2 separate regions of the Lactuca sativa genome follow, and region 1 is linked to region 2. A link is a contact called in public Hi-C data. All regions are on one chromosome and are shown on one strand. The core of a region is the stretch at or near the end of the contact, and the rest is flanking DNA. Distances in the headings are between cores, read along the strand shown.

The links. A called contact is a pair of places that touch in the nucleus more often than the background predicts.
Region 1: a contact with region 2 is called in a Hi-C map of seed, with 6 times the contacts expected there. The contact joins the promoter of LOC111878301 here to the promoter of LOC111877979 in region 2. A contact is called at or near these places in 3 of 4 Hi-C or Micro-C datasets (leaf and seed).

Annotation. Positions count from the first base shown.
Region 1 is chr5:249,813,752-249,820,269 of Lsat_Salinas_v11, forward strand. LOC111878301 (ankyrin repeat domain-containing protein 2B) reads right to left here and starts at 1,337. Exons shown (of 9, transcript XM_023874806.3): 1 at 1,155-1,337; 2 at 858-900. The coding sequence starts at 1,163.
Region 2 is chr5:249,420,415-249,426,789 of Lsat_Salinas_v11, forward strand. It overlaps LOC111877979 (phosphatidylinositol 4-phosphate 5-kinase 8), which reads left to right and starts at 1,714. Exons shown (of 8, transcript XM_042902808.2): 1 at 1,714-2,080; 2 at 2,849-3,926; 3 at 4,054-4,221; 4 at 4,310-4,475; 5 at 4,561-4,671; 6 at 4,738-4,925; 7 at 4,996-5,388; 8 at 5,471-5,924. The coding sequence starts at 2,887. The coding sequence ends at 5,750.

The DNA of each region.
Region 1 (6,518 bases), core at 87-2,586, 390 kb after region 2:
CAAAAAAGCAGACAAAGGTGCACCTTTGAATAGAAATAGTAATGGGCTATAAAAGCAGATGAATGGTAACACCAAACACAAACACAAAAAGAAGATGAATGTGTACATCTATAGTTCCAAGTGTATTATGAAACAAAAAGTATACCTTTAAACTAAAAAACATGCATCTCAACTAGATTAAGTATCGGATGAAAAAAAGTACAAGAACAAACAATAAACAACCTGAAGCATAAAGCCCACCATTAAACAAAATATGAGTCCAACAAGAACGAGAAATGTTGTGAAGGCATGAAACTCAAAGCCTTAACAGATGTGTGAAAGATTTAAGGTATTGTAGTCCAAGAAGAAACATATATACAATAAATATTATAAAAACATGTACTTTAAGAAGTGTATAAACCAGTGAAACCTCGATCACAGTACAAAATTAATTAAGTTTTGTATCAAATCCAATAGATAAAGAATGTTCTAATTGATTGTAAAGGAACTTTAAGCTGATAAGTGGAAACTAATGTCTCAATTGTATGCTGAGAAGGTGTGGTGATGAAGATTTTTGTTTGGGGAAGGGGGAATATGCTATATGATACTTTTTGAAATCTTTTGTCAAATTCCTGGAACTCTGGTAAAGTGATGATTAGAAAGGATAATTTGCCTCTTTCATCCTTCCCCTCTTTACACTCAAAGTATCAAGGATAACTCCTAATCAATGTAAAAAAATATAAATCGATTGAACAGCCTACGATTCTCATCAATCAGACCTCTCTAAACAATGACAAGTGTCAATCTGGATCATCTTCACCATTAAGTAACTGTTAAACACATAAAACCACATCAACATAGCATAATAAAACACGTACCTTTTACGGTGGTAGGCTTGACCGCGGCATCTTTCTCATTCACCTAGCAAAAACACAGCCAAACCCAAATCATCAGCAAAACTATGCTCAGATTAAACTCAGCTAACAGTATAGCAGTATCCACAGATCAAGATTTAAGAATCAAATGATCAATCTAGCAACCGTGATTACTATAATTAACAAAAAACTTGGAGAAATCAAAGTGAATCAAACTGGGAGAATTACGATAAAGCGGTCACAATCGTATTCCAAAAACTAAATAATGAAATAATCGGAGGTTGAATTAACAAGTTTTACCTGAGACATAACGATCGAAGTGATGTAAAGAATACCAAATTAATAATTGTATTTGTAGATCGAGAAATCTAGAATGAGTGAAGGGGGTAGCGAAGCGAGGTTTTTGATAAAACTCAGGGAAGAAGATTAGGAGACGACGAAGTAGAGGGATGAAGACGTGGGCCACCTCAATCCTCCAGCCTGACGAAAAGAACTTCACATGGATATTGGATTCCCAATCCTCCTTTAATTTTTTTTTATTAGAAACGGGCTTCAAGAATAGACCCATTAGGCCCAATATGTTTGCTTTTAATGGGCCTAAGAGTTTCAGTGACTTGGGCCAAATAATTTAGGGATTTATAATTAGGAATAATAAGTTAATTGAGTTTAAGAAGTTTAAGATTTCGAAGGTCATTGTAATGTTTATCTAACATGAATGAGAAATTGGCATGTAAAGGGCAATCAAAATGACAATATAATACTCATTTGGATAGTAAAGGAATGCCTTAAAACATTAAAATGCGCAGCATGTTTTATACTTATTAGGAAGTGCATTTGGAATCACATTTTATTAGAAATACTAAAATCCATAACATGTTTACCCGAACCATATTTGGACTATAAAGGAATGTGTTAAATCACTAACATGTGATTGATAATTTGATATCGTCATATAATACTAACATGTTAACACATGTTCACAATTCCTACATTATAAAAAAGGACAATTAAAATGAACAACAGATAACTCAAAACGACCAGAAAGGCCAATAAAAAAGTGACCACCATTCCTAGCATCCACTTTAGCATCAACATAGGTCTTGAACTCTTGTGTTCCTTATTCTACTAAGGTAAAGAACATTCAATTTCAAAATTTAACAACTACTACCATTTCATGGATATTCAAAACTACAACATCCAAATTAACACCTCATGTAATTGTTTCATAGTATATTATGCTATAATGGTCCATTGGTAGATCTAATGGTAGGCAACTGTTTAGGTTTGTTTGTTTTATTTTGCATGTTGTTCATAATTGTTACATTTGAATGCTTGATTTACCACATAAACACATGCTGACGGGTATCTCAAACAAAAATAAACTAATGTCTTCTAAAATCACATTGTTCACAAAGTGTATTAAATATTAATCATCATTTTTAGGCATGAAAACAGTCTCAAGGGCATGAAAATATCATATAATTTTTGAAGTTCAGAAAAGGGAACAAAATAAACAAAATTTTGACAATAAACTTTCCTTCTTATGATTGGCACACATTTTAAGGTAACACAAAACTACAAGCATGAAAGTCACACAATTAAGTCAATAACGTTTTTACACAATCATCTACACTCACATAGATTGGTATTCTACAAACAAAATAATAATCAAACATACACGTGGAAAACATTTTATGAATTTTACATATCAAAGTTTTTAATAAAAAAAAAAAACTTTTGAAGTCATGATGTCATTTAGTTTTAAATATGGGAAATTGAGTAATCTAATCCATATATCCATATAAATGAATTCTTCATAAAAAAACATATCCAAACTTACCATTGTTTCGGAATAGAATATTATGTTTATGTGTTTAAAATCTAAAATGCAACTATAATCTTAAAATCAACAAAAAAAAAACTAATAAATACATAAACTAAAGACATAAGATTTAAGTAATATTATAGAGGCATAGCCAATATAAGGCAAGAGTAGGCATTGATCCATCCACACAAAACTAAGGTTATATATATATATATATATATATATATATATATATATATATATATATATATATATATATATATATATATATATATATATATATATATATATATATATATATACACACTAGTATTTTAGTCCGCGCTTTGTCGCGAGTTTTTATGTGTGTTTTTTTTGTGTATATTACAATTTCAAAAAACATTAAATGTTTAAAAGAAATTAGGGTTGGGTGATTTATGAAAGTTGAAAAGAGTTTAGTGATTATTTTTGTAAGTTTGATGTTTTTAAATAATCCATAAGAATATATGGGCCATAACGGTAAAAAAAAAAGTAGTATAATGCGCATTATAAATAAAATTGAGAAGAGTTTAAAGACTATTTTTGTAAGTTCGATGGTTTTGAATAATCCATAAAAATATAGGGTCATAACTATAAAAGTTGTATATTGTGCATTTTAAGCAACACATTTATCCACATAGATTTTGTAAGATTTTGTGAGAGGGCGTTGTAAGTTATAATTTATATATAGTTTTTTGTCAATCATGCGTTGCGATAGGTCCAATCTATTTTTTAATTGAATTTAACAATTGTATTGATAAAATATAGGTACCGTTACATTTGTTGGTAGAAAAATATATAAGGTCAGTAGCATTGTATATACTGATTTGCAACATGTATTTACAAAAAAATATTTTTTTAGGATAAAAAATAAAAATAATGTAACACCCAAAGTCAGAAAGGCCAAGAAAGGAAAGGAAACCCTAAGTTTAAGGGATGACTCGGCAAGTCTAAGGAGGAACTCGGCGAGTCCGAGCGGGATCCGGGTCGAGGAGTAAGTGACCGACTCGGCGAGTCTGGTCTGAACGAGTAAAACCCTAATTCTGGGAGTTGTATCCTATATAAAGGGTGTTATGTCCCTCCCTCAGCCTCCATATCATCCTAGAGAACCTGTAAACCCTAGATTTCGTGTGAGCTTCCATCATTTGAGAGAAATAGCTTTGGAGGAAGGAAATTTTGGAAAGGAACTTGAAGATCAAGAAGGTTGCTTCAAAGGAGAGGTGTAGATCCGAGATCTACTTCAGTTTGTGTCCATCTTGGAGGTAATAAGCTGCCATTTTCCCTCCTTTGCATCTAGATCAATTTTGTTATGAGATTTGGGGGTTTTATGGTTGATTGAGACCCAATTCGAGTTTAGGGGCTTAGATGTGTTGTTGCCACTTCAGATCTAGTGTTGGGATGGTCCAATATGTCATAAAGCATCAGAAGATGAGTAGTGGTGAAGCCCTTTTTGTCCTTAAACCAAACCCTAGTGTGTTTTGAGCCTAGATCTCTTTAGTTATACGTAAAGTTTGCAACTTTACGTGGGGATTGAGCTCTGGAAGTATGGATCTATGGTTTGGAGTCCATGCATGACTCAAAAGTCCTCTGCATGTATGTAGATCTGAATGAACTCGGCGAGTCCTTTGAGTGGACTCGGCGAGTAGCATGAAGATTAGGAGGAACTCGACGAGTGGGATGAACAACTCGTCGAGTCGGATGAAGTTAGGCAGGAACTCGGCGAGTTTGAAGAACAAATCGGCGAGTCTGTTGAAGGTTGTCTTGGACTCGGCGAGTCTGTTCTTAGACTCGGCGAGTTAAGTCGCGAAACCCCAAACCCTTCGAGTTGAGACTCGAATCAGTGAGTCGAATGGAGAATCGGTGAGTTGGACAGGTCAGGACTCGGAAATCGGTAGACTCGGCGAGTCATGGATTGACTTGGCGAGTCGAGTCGCGAATGGAAAGCTCTGAACTTATGAACTCGGTGAGTCAGTAGGATGACTCAGCGAGTAGGGTTGACCTGGGAGGTTGACTTTGACCAGGACTTTGACCTTGACCAGAGTTAACTTGGTTGTCTTTCGGGGGTCAGTTAGACTAAGTGTTGCATTGATATTGATGGCTCGGGGAGCTAGTGGAGCAGGAGTTCACAGAGTTGTCGGGCAGCAGCCAGCGGGATCATCAGCGTGTTCAGCCAGTGTAGGTGAGTTTCTTTTTTTTTGTGTGAATGGGTCTACGGCCACAATGTCGGACCATGTAGTTATGAGTAGAAGACCCGGGGGTTAGCCCTAGGCACAGTATGCTAGTATGATATTCAGGACGAGGTCCAATGATAGCGGGCGGGTGCCCAGGGAATGGTTTATGTGATAGTTTATACTTGTTGTCTGTGTGATACTTGTATGTGCCTGGTACGGAGGTGAGTGTGGGCGAGGTCCCGTATCTCACCAATAGCAGAGTGTGGATGGTGTTCCACATCTCATTAGCAGCAGACAAGGGCGAGGCCCAAGTGAGGGAAAGAGTGAGTGTGGGTTGGGCCCGTATCTCACTATCAGTAGGAGCATGGATGGGGTTCCATGACTCATCAGTAGAGTTCGGTTGTTAGGATCGGAGGGTAGTCAGACACCCCAGATACATCTGATAGTATGTGATGTTATGTTTACATGCTAGCATGATCTGTTATATGAGTTAGAGGTAGGAGGAGGGGAGCAGTCTCCAAGTTCGGTAGTAGTAGTAGTAGTAGGACCGAAGGGTAGTTCAGACACCCCAGATATGTCTGATAATCTGTTACGTTATGATATGTGTTAGTAGTAGTAGTATGGGGTGAAATAGTCCCCGAGGTTCGGTCGTGAGGACCGAAGGGTAGTCAGCACCCCAGAATGGCTTGACATGGGTAGTCAGCACCCCAGAATGGTCGTACCGGGTAGGTCGGGCACCCCAGAATTGTCCGACAGTATGTATGTTATGTGATTGTAAGGTATGAGGTATGATGGGGGGAACTCACTAAGCTTCGTGCTTACGGTTTTTAGTTTTGGTTTCAGGTACTCCCGGTAGCGGAGGGAAGAGCTCGAGGTGATCGCATGGCACACACCATAAACCGGACAGCCTTGGAATGTTTTACTCTAATAACGGATATGTAGTTTGGAAACCAATACTCTGATTATGTTTGGAATTGATGATTTTACTTTAAGTAATGTTTTATTAAAAGAAATTTTTTTGTCTTGAATTTTGGGACGTTACAAGTTGGTATCAGAGCCTTGGTTTGAGGGATTCGGGCATACTCTCGGGTGTGCCTGAACTCAAACTAACGGGTCAGATAAAAAGTTTTCAAAATGAAAAGACGGTTTTGTAAAAAGAGAGTTTTGGGAAAGAAAACAGTTTTAGAAAAGCAAAAAGAATTCAGAAAGAAAAGAACTTTGAAAAGAGAAAAAGGGTGTGGTGCATGCAATCAGCCGAGCTCAAGTAAGTACCCCAAATTACCCATACAAGTTTATGATTTGATTATCAGTTAGTAGAACAGCATGCTAGCCTAGGACTGAGGATCTAGGGAGGATGCCTTATGTGCCTGTTATATGTGCTTTGAGATGCATGATAGTGCTGATTAGACAGTGGTAGGATAGCATGTTTAGGTTATGCCTGAGTATATGAGTTTGTGTTGCATGCTAGTCCAGATTCTTGCTATGTGGATATGATTGCTTGGGTATGTTGTGGTTAGATTTTCCCCATATCTGAATGCTACCTGCTTGGTGCAATATGGGATTCTGAGTGATGGGCGTTAACCATCACAATTAATATACATGAAACATAACATCATTCATCACCATGCATTGAAATATTACAACCGGTAT
Region 2 (6,375 bases), core at 464-2,963:
TTATATATTGAATCATTTATGTTAATAAAATTCATTTTGGAAAACTAAATCTCTCTATATCCTTATTGAGGAAAGATAATTATAAGTTACATACAAATGAAATAATGAATTATAGTTACACAACATGTTTTGTAATTGATGCATCTGTTTAAAATAGTCTGAGACACAACAATCATTGATTTTTCGTATTCAAAGGAAGTCATCAACCATAGACAAACATGGCATTGATAGATGTATAATTCTAACTCAAAAGAATGCATTTTTTTCCTACAACAAACTTTATTAGAAAACTTTAGCAAAGAGCCAGAGGGAACAAATTCCAATAAAAAGTTCAAAAAAACACACAATAAACAACACATGAAATAGCTAACATAGGTTGGAAAGAAACCCAACCCGCCTAAGTTTTTTTTCTTTTGCTTCTATTACTTACCCACAAAAACGATTGAATAAGAACTTACAAGTCCCTATCTTAATCCGAGCAAAATAAAAAATGGAAGAATTACCAATGCATTCTCATTAAGCATAAATGTATTTATAGAATACATTTTGGAATTCGTTTATAACTCTATACTAAAAGATAATATGTATATATAAAGTATATTTTGGAATATTTTATAGCTCTATTACTAAAATAAGAAAATTATATCAAAATAATATAAAAATTATCCCAATCTAAACAATACGATAAATGTAAATGCTAAAATCAATTGAGAACTTAGCCGATAGTCCGATAGTTTTCATTTTGAATGCAAGTCTATCGTTAGGTAACATTCTATATTTTCTAATGAACAATGGGATGATGATTCCTATTTCCTAGGACACAGACCTCGTATGTACCATTGTCACCAAAGTTTTTCTTGTCTATTGCTTTCATATGCTTGTGCTTTCTAAAAAGAATTGTTATATTGTAAATACTATAAGTACAATAACAATTCCAATAATATGTAGACTACAAGTACTTTTGAAAAATGTAAATCCACCGAACACGTTTAAATTTTATTAAGCATTTTTAAATAACATTAATTTTTTATGCATTTATTTATATAATAAGTAGTTATTCCTTCTCTTTTAACCTTCAATAAAGTTATATTATTCGGTTATTCCTAAGTTGAAATACATCAAATGAATGATTTAAAAATAATATTTTGATTTTTTATGTCATAGTCGATAGTTAAAGTATGTGGATAGTTAATTGAACCGAATTTCGATCATAAAAAATATACTTATAGGCCAGAATTTTTCCCATAGCCTTTTGATCATCATGGAATCGAATAGCTAAAAGCATGGGCTAGAATGTTAATAAAATAATTTATTCTTTCTTTTTCCTAAAAACATTGTTTTTAAGATTTTACATATAAACTATTTTTTTATTCAATTTTTCAATATTTCAAACATGTCTTTATTCAATATATATAATACCACCTGATTAAAAAATTGGTGGTAATTTTATTATGAAGCAATAATTGACTTCTCATGGGTGATGTTTGCCTGACTTTCTAAATAATTAAATTATTTAATTTCTAATTTAAAATTAATCAAACTTAAATTATAGTATTAATAGAGATTAGGAAACAAACAAAGAAAATAAAATCGTACTATATTTGATTTGTTTTTAAATATTATATTAAAGATGCGATTTGTTTGTTATAAAAAACTAAATTACTGAATCTAAAAACAACTCATCTTATGCTTTGCGTCGGCATTCAGTCAGACCAACGACAAAACAGCAGGAAGCGTCATATCTCCGTTCTCCACCCGATCATTTCTCATCCAACGTTCATCAACCTTTTGACTACCTTTTGCATGCTTGCCACGTATTCAAATGATGTGATTCCCCCAAAAAAAACACACACTATTCCCTTCCCCCCTTTCTTACCTGAAATTCGCTGATATGGGACTCCGGCTTTTCACCTCCTCCACACCCAAAACTTCTCTATATGGTCTCTGATTCGCGACTTTAAAACTTCAATTCGAAGATCCTTTCTTGCTTCACCACTGGATCTTGCTGTTTGTTTCCGATTTTTTTAGGGTTGATGCAAAACCTATCTGGGATTTGATTCAATTCGATTCAGTTCAGCAGGTGAGTTCTTCGGTGCATTTTTCTTTGTGAATTTGAATCTCCATTGAGTTTTACATCAATTGGATTTTATTTGTTCTTGTTCGTAAACGTTTTGTTGATTCGTTAGTCAAAAATCTGTAAAACGCACACATGATTGACGGTTTAAGCGGAATAATTTTGAGTAACGTCATCGGAGATTAATTAGGATGTTATAATTTCGCACCTGGATTTTTAGATCATTATTTGCTACAGATTTCTGTTGATTTGGATTGGGTTCTTGAGGATGAATGTAAACTGAGTATAGTTTTTTATTTGGAATCCGATGTTAATTGAACTACCTGGCTTGAAGTCTTCAGGTAGTATTGGAGGCCATCTTACGGTCAAAGTCAACTGCTTAGATATATTCAATAGCAATCACAATGTTCAATGCATATAAATGGAAAGTGGTTTGATTTCCCTAGCTATGTAGAATAATATTTTAAACACGAATGGATAGAGATCACTCAGATTTTTTCAATTATATATTCTTTTTGTATCTAGTAGTTAATTACTCCACGATATAATACAATATCTATTTGTTTCATTCGAAGTTCAAACACTGCTTCTTATGGTCAGTCGATTCTTACAATGTCTGCTTTTACTATTCAAACACTATCTCCCCTGTTGTAAGTTGAGCTCTGTAGATCTGAATCAAACCATATCTTACTTTTATATTTCTATATATCTTCATTATTATAACCCTCTCACGACCTGATATTAACCTGGAAATCTTCTAACCATATGATATAGGCTTGACATGTTTTAACCATGACTGGTGTGTACCCCTGATGGTTTTCAGGATGAGTCAGGAGATAAAGTTACATGGAGATGTTTACTTTGGTAATGTCAAGGGTAAACTCCCCCATGGCATGGGTAGCTACACATGGTCAGATGGCACAGTTTATGATGGTTATTGGGAAGATGGAAAGATGTGTGGTAGAGGTCGAATCTCATGGTCATCCGGAACAAGTTATGAGGGTGATTTTTCTGGTGGATATCTCCATGGTTTTGGCACTTTAAAAACTCCTGATGGATCTGTATACAAAGGGTCATGGAGATTGAACATTCAAAATGGTGTTGGAAGAAAAGAGTATAGTAATTCCGATGTTTATGATGGTTGTTGGAAAGATGGAGCTCATGAAGGAAGTGGAAAGTACGCTTGGGGGAATGGAAACACGTATATAGGGAACTGGAAATCAGGTAAAATGTTTGGTAGAGGGGTAATGAAATGGGTAAATGGTGACCTTTTTGATGGATCTTGGTTAAATGGGTATAGACATGGGTCAGGTGTTTATAGGTTTTCAGATGGTAGTTACTATTTTGGGACATGGACAAAAGGGCTTAAAGATGGTCAAGGCACATTTTATCCTGCAGGAAGTAAATGCTCATCTTTTAGAAAGACAGCTCATTCTCAAAGATTCAGGGATCCAGAACGTAATGTTACTCGAACTTATTCTGAAAAAATTACTTTTAGTGGTTTTTTTAGAGAGTCAGGTCGTATAACAAGCAGGAGAATCCCGCCAGATGACGATTATGCCCTTGGGGATTCCACTAGAGAGTTTTCTGCTTCTGAGAGAACAGAAATGTTTTCTCATATCTCAGATGAAGGTGGAAGTGAAGTAGATGATGATAGTACTGTGGCATGGGAAAGAGAGTACATGCAAGGTGTTTTAATGAAAGAACGTGTTAAGAATCATTCAGGGGCGTTATCGTCCAAAAGCAAGCAAAGTAAACGTATCACAAACGAATCGAAACAGAAATCATGTGTGGATATTTTTGAAGGTCATAAAAGCTACTGTTTGATGCTTAATCTTCAACTAGGTATCAGGTAAATAAATCATACTTGAACATCTCAACTTTTCCTTTTTTTTCTTTCAAGAATGTGTTTTTTTATTTTACTAATTATTATTATTACCACAACACAACTCATGTGTTGTATCATTTGAAGTTCACAGGTACACAGTTGGCAAGATTACACCAGTTCCTATGCGTGAAGTGAGGTCTTCAGACTTTGGGGAACGTGCTAGAATAAGGATGTATTTCCCAAGAAAAGGCTCACAGTTTACACCTCCACATTATTCTGTTGACTTCCATTGGAAAGACTACTGTCCCATGGTCTTCAGGTATCTGTTTGTATGCAAAAATAGATAAAAAAATGTAAAGGGTAGATTTGTAATTTTGTAGTAGATTGTGATGGTTGTTTCTCTTCAGGAATTTGAGAGAGATGTTTAAGTTAGACGCTGCAGAGTATATGATGTCAATCTGTGGGGATGATGGATTGAGAGAGCTTTCTTCTCCAGGGAAAAGTGGCAGCTTATTTTATCTCTCTCATGATGACAGATTTGTAATCAAGACTCTAAGAAGATCTGAGCTGAAGGTTTTATATAATTTTATTATTAAAACTATAATCTTAATTATTGCGTTAAAGTTGCAGAGAATTGAATATGATATTATTTGTGTAGGTTCTGTTGAAGATGCTTCCTAGCTATTATGATCATGTTAAAAAGTATGACAACACTTTGATCACCAAGTTTTTTGGACTCCATGAGATAACACTAAGAGGTGGCAAGAAGGTATATTTTTGTTTTTCCGATTCATGTGTAATTTTGTGATTAACGAATTTGAATTTAATTTTATAGGTGCGATTCATAGTGATGGGAAACATGTTTAAAACAGAATTACGGATACACAGGAGGTATGATCTGAAGGGTTCATATCAAGGAAGATTTACAAATAAAGATCATATAGACGAGGGCACCACATTAAAAGACCTTGATCTTGCATATGAATTTCATATGGACAGGACATTGCGTGAGGCCCTTTTCGAGTAAGTCTATTTATATTATTATAATATGTTGAAATTAACTATGATTTTAAACAAGTATGTTATTTTGCAGGCAAATCCAGCTAGACTGTTCGTTTTTAGAATCTCAGCAGATTATTGATTATAGTCTTCTACTTGGATTGCATTTTAGAGCTCCTGAGCATTTGAAGGCTCTGTTGGAAGCGCCAGATGCAGAGCATGGGTCTTCTTCATCTCTTGAATTTGACGATGGTAAATTTCAATGTCAATTGTCTTTTATTTTGATTAAAATTGAAAATTTAGAAATGATTTTTAATTTAGGTTCAAAATCGGGTGAGCTGTCAATCCCTCCAACGGGTCTTCTCCTAGTGACACATGAACCCAGTTCAGTGAACACTGCACCAGGTCCTCACATAAGAGGAAACACCTTAAGAGCGTTTTCTGTAGGAGACAAGGAAGTCGATCTCCTTCTTCCAGGAACTGGAAGGTATTTAATTAATATTTACAATGGGATTTGTTTTTTCTTTGTTTGTTTAAAATTAATAATTAATTGTTTATTATATATTCAGATTACGAGTGCAATTAGGGGTAAACATGCCAGCTCAGGCAAACCGGAAAGTTTCACAAGAGGTTTCTGGTTCAACAGAGGTGGAACTTTTTGAGGTTTATGATGTTGTTCTTTATCTTGGAATAATTGATATTCTACAAGATTATAACATGAGAAAGAAAATAGAGCAAGCCTGTAAATCCGTTCGATATGATCCCATTTCAATATCTGTTGCCGATCCTAAATTTTACTCCAAGCGTTTCATCGATTTTCTTCACAAGGTTTTTCCTGTTGATCCCTGAAACTCCATTAAGATTTTTTTATTATACCTATACCCAAGTATATAGTTTTTCCTTTTAATTAATATTATCCTTTTTCTTGTAACTTTTATGTATCATAATCATATCATGCTCTCTCTTATTTTTTGCAACTTTTATTATTATGTAATAAACTAATTCAAGCCTATCTTGTTTCAATGCTACGCGGAAAAAAAATAGTAGCTTTATAGGGTAGGGTGATGCAATAACTTTATAAAGTCTTGTTGCCAGTAAAAGGTATTTATGGTCTTCCTTTTCTGTAAAGGTGATCAATCATCTTCTGGACAGCTACCTCCATTATTTTACCTTTGAAAATTGAGGTGTCATCATTGTTTCATAATTAAAAACTGCAACACATCAAATACTTGGAAGAGATCGTTAATCATGCAACCATTTAATATTTTGACAGTTTATTTTCATTAAAAACGTGTGATTAAAAGTTAAGGAAGGTTTTAAGCATTTATGTATCTACTTACAACAGATTTCAAACAGAAGAATAAAAACTCTTGTGTTGTGTTGAGTTATCATTTATGATATTAGATGGAGAAGTATGTGATGGATGCACACGCAAGGCTTTTTATAGAAATATTTTGCTTCAATTAATACTACA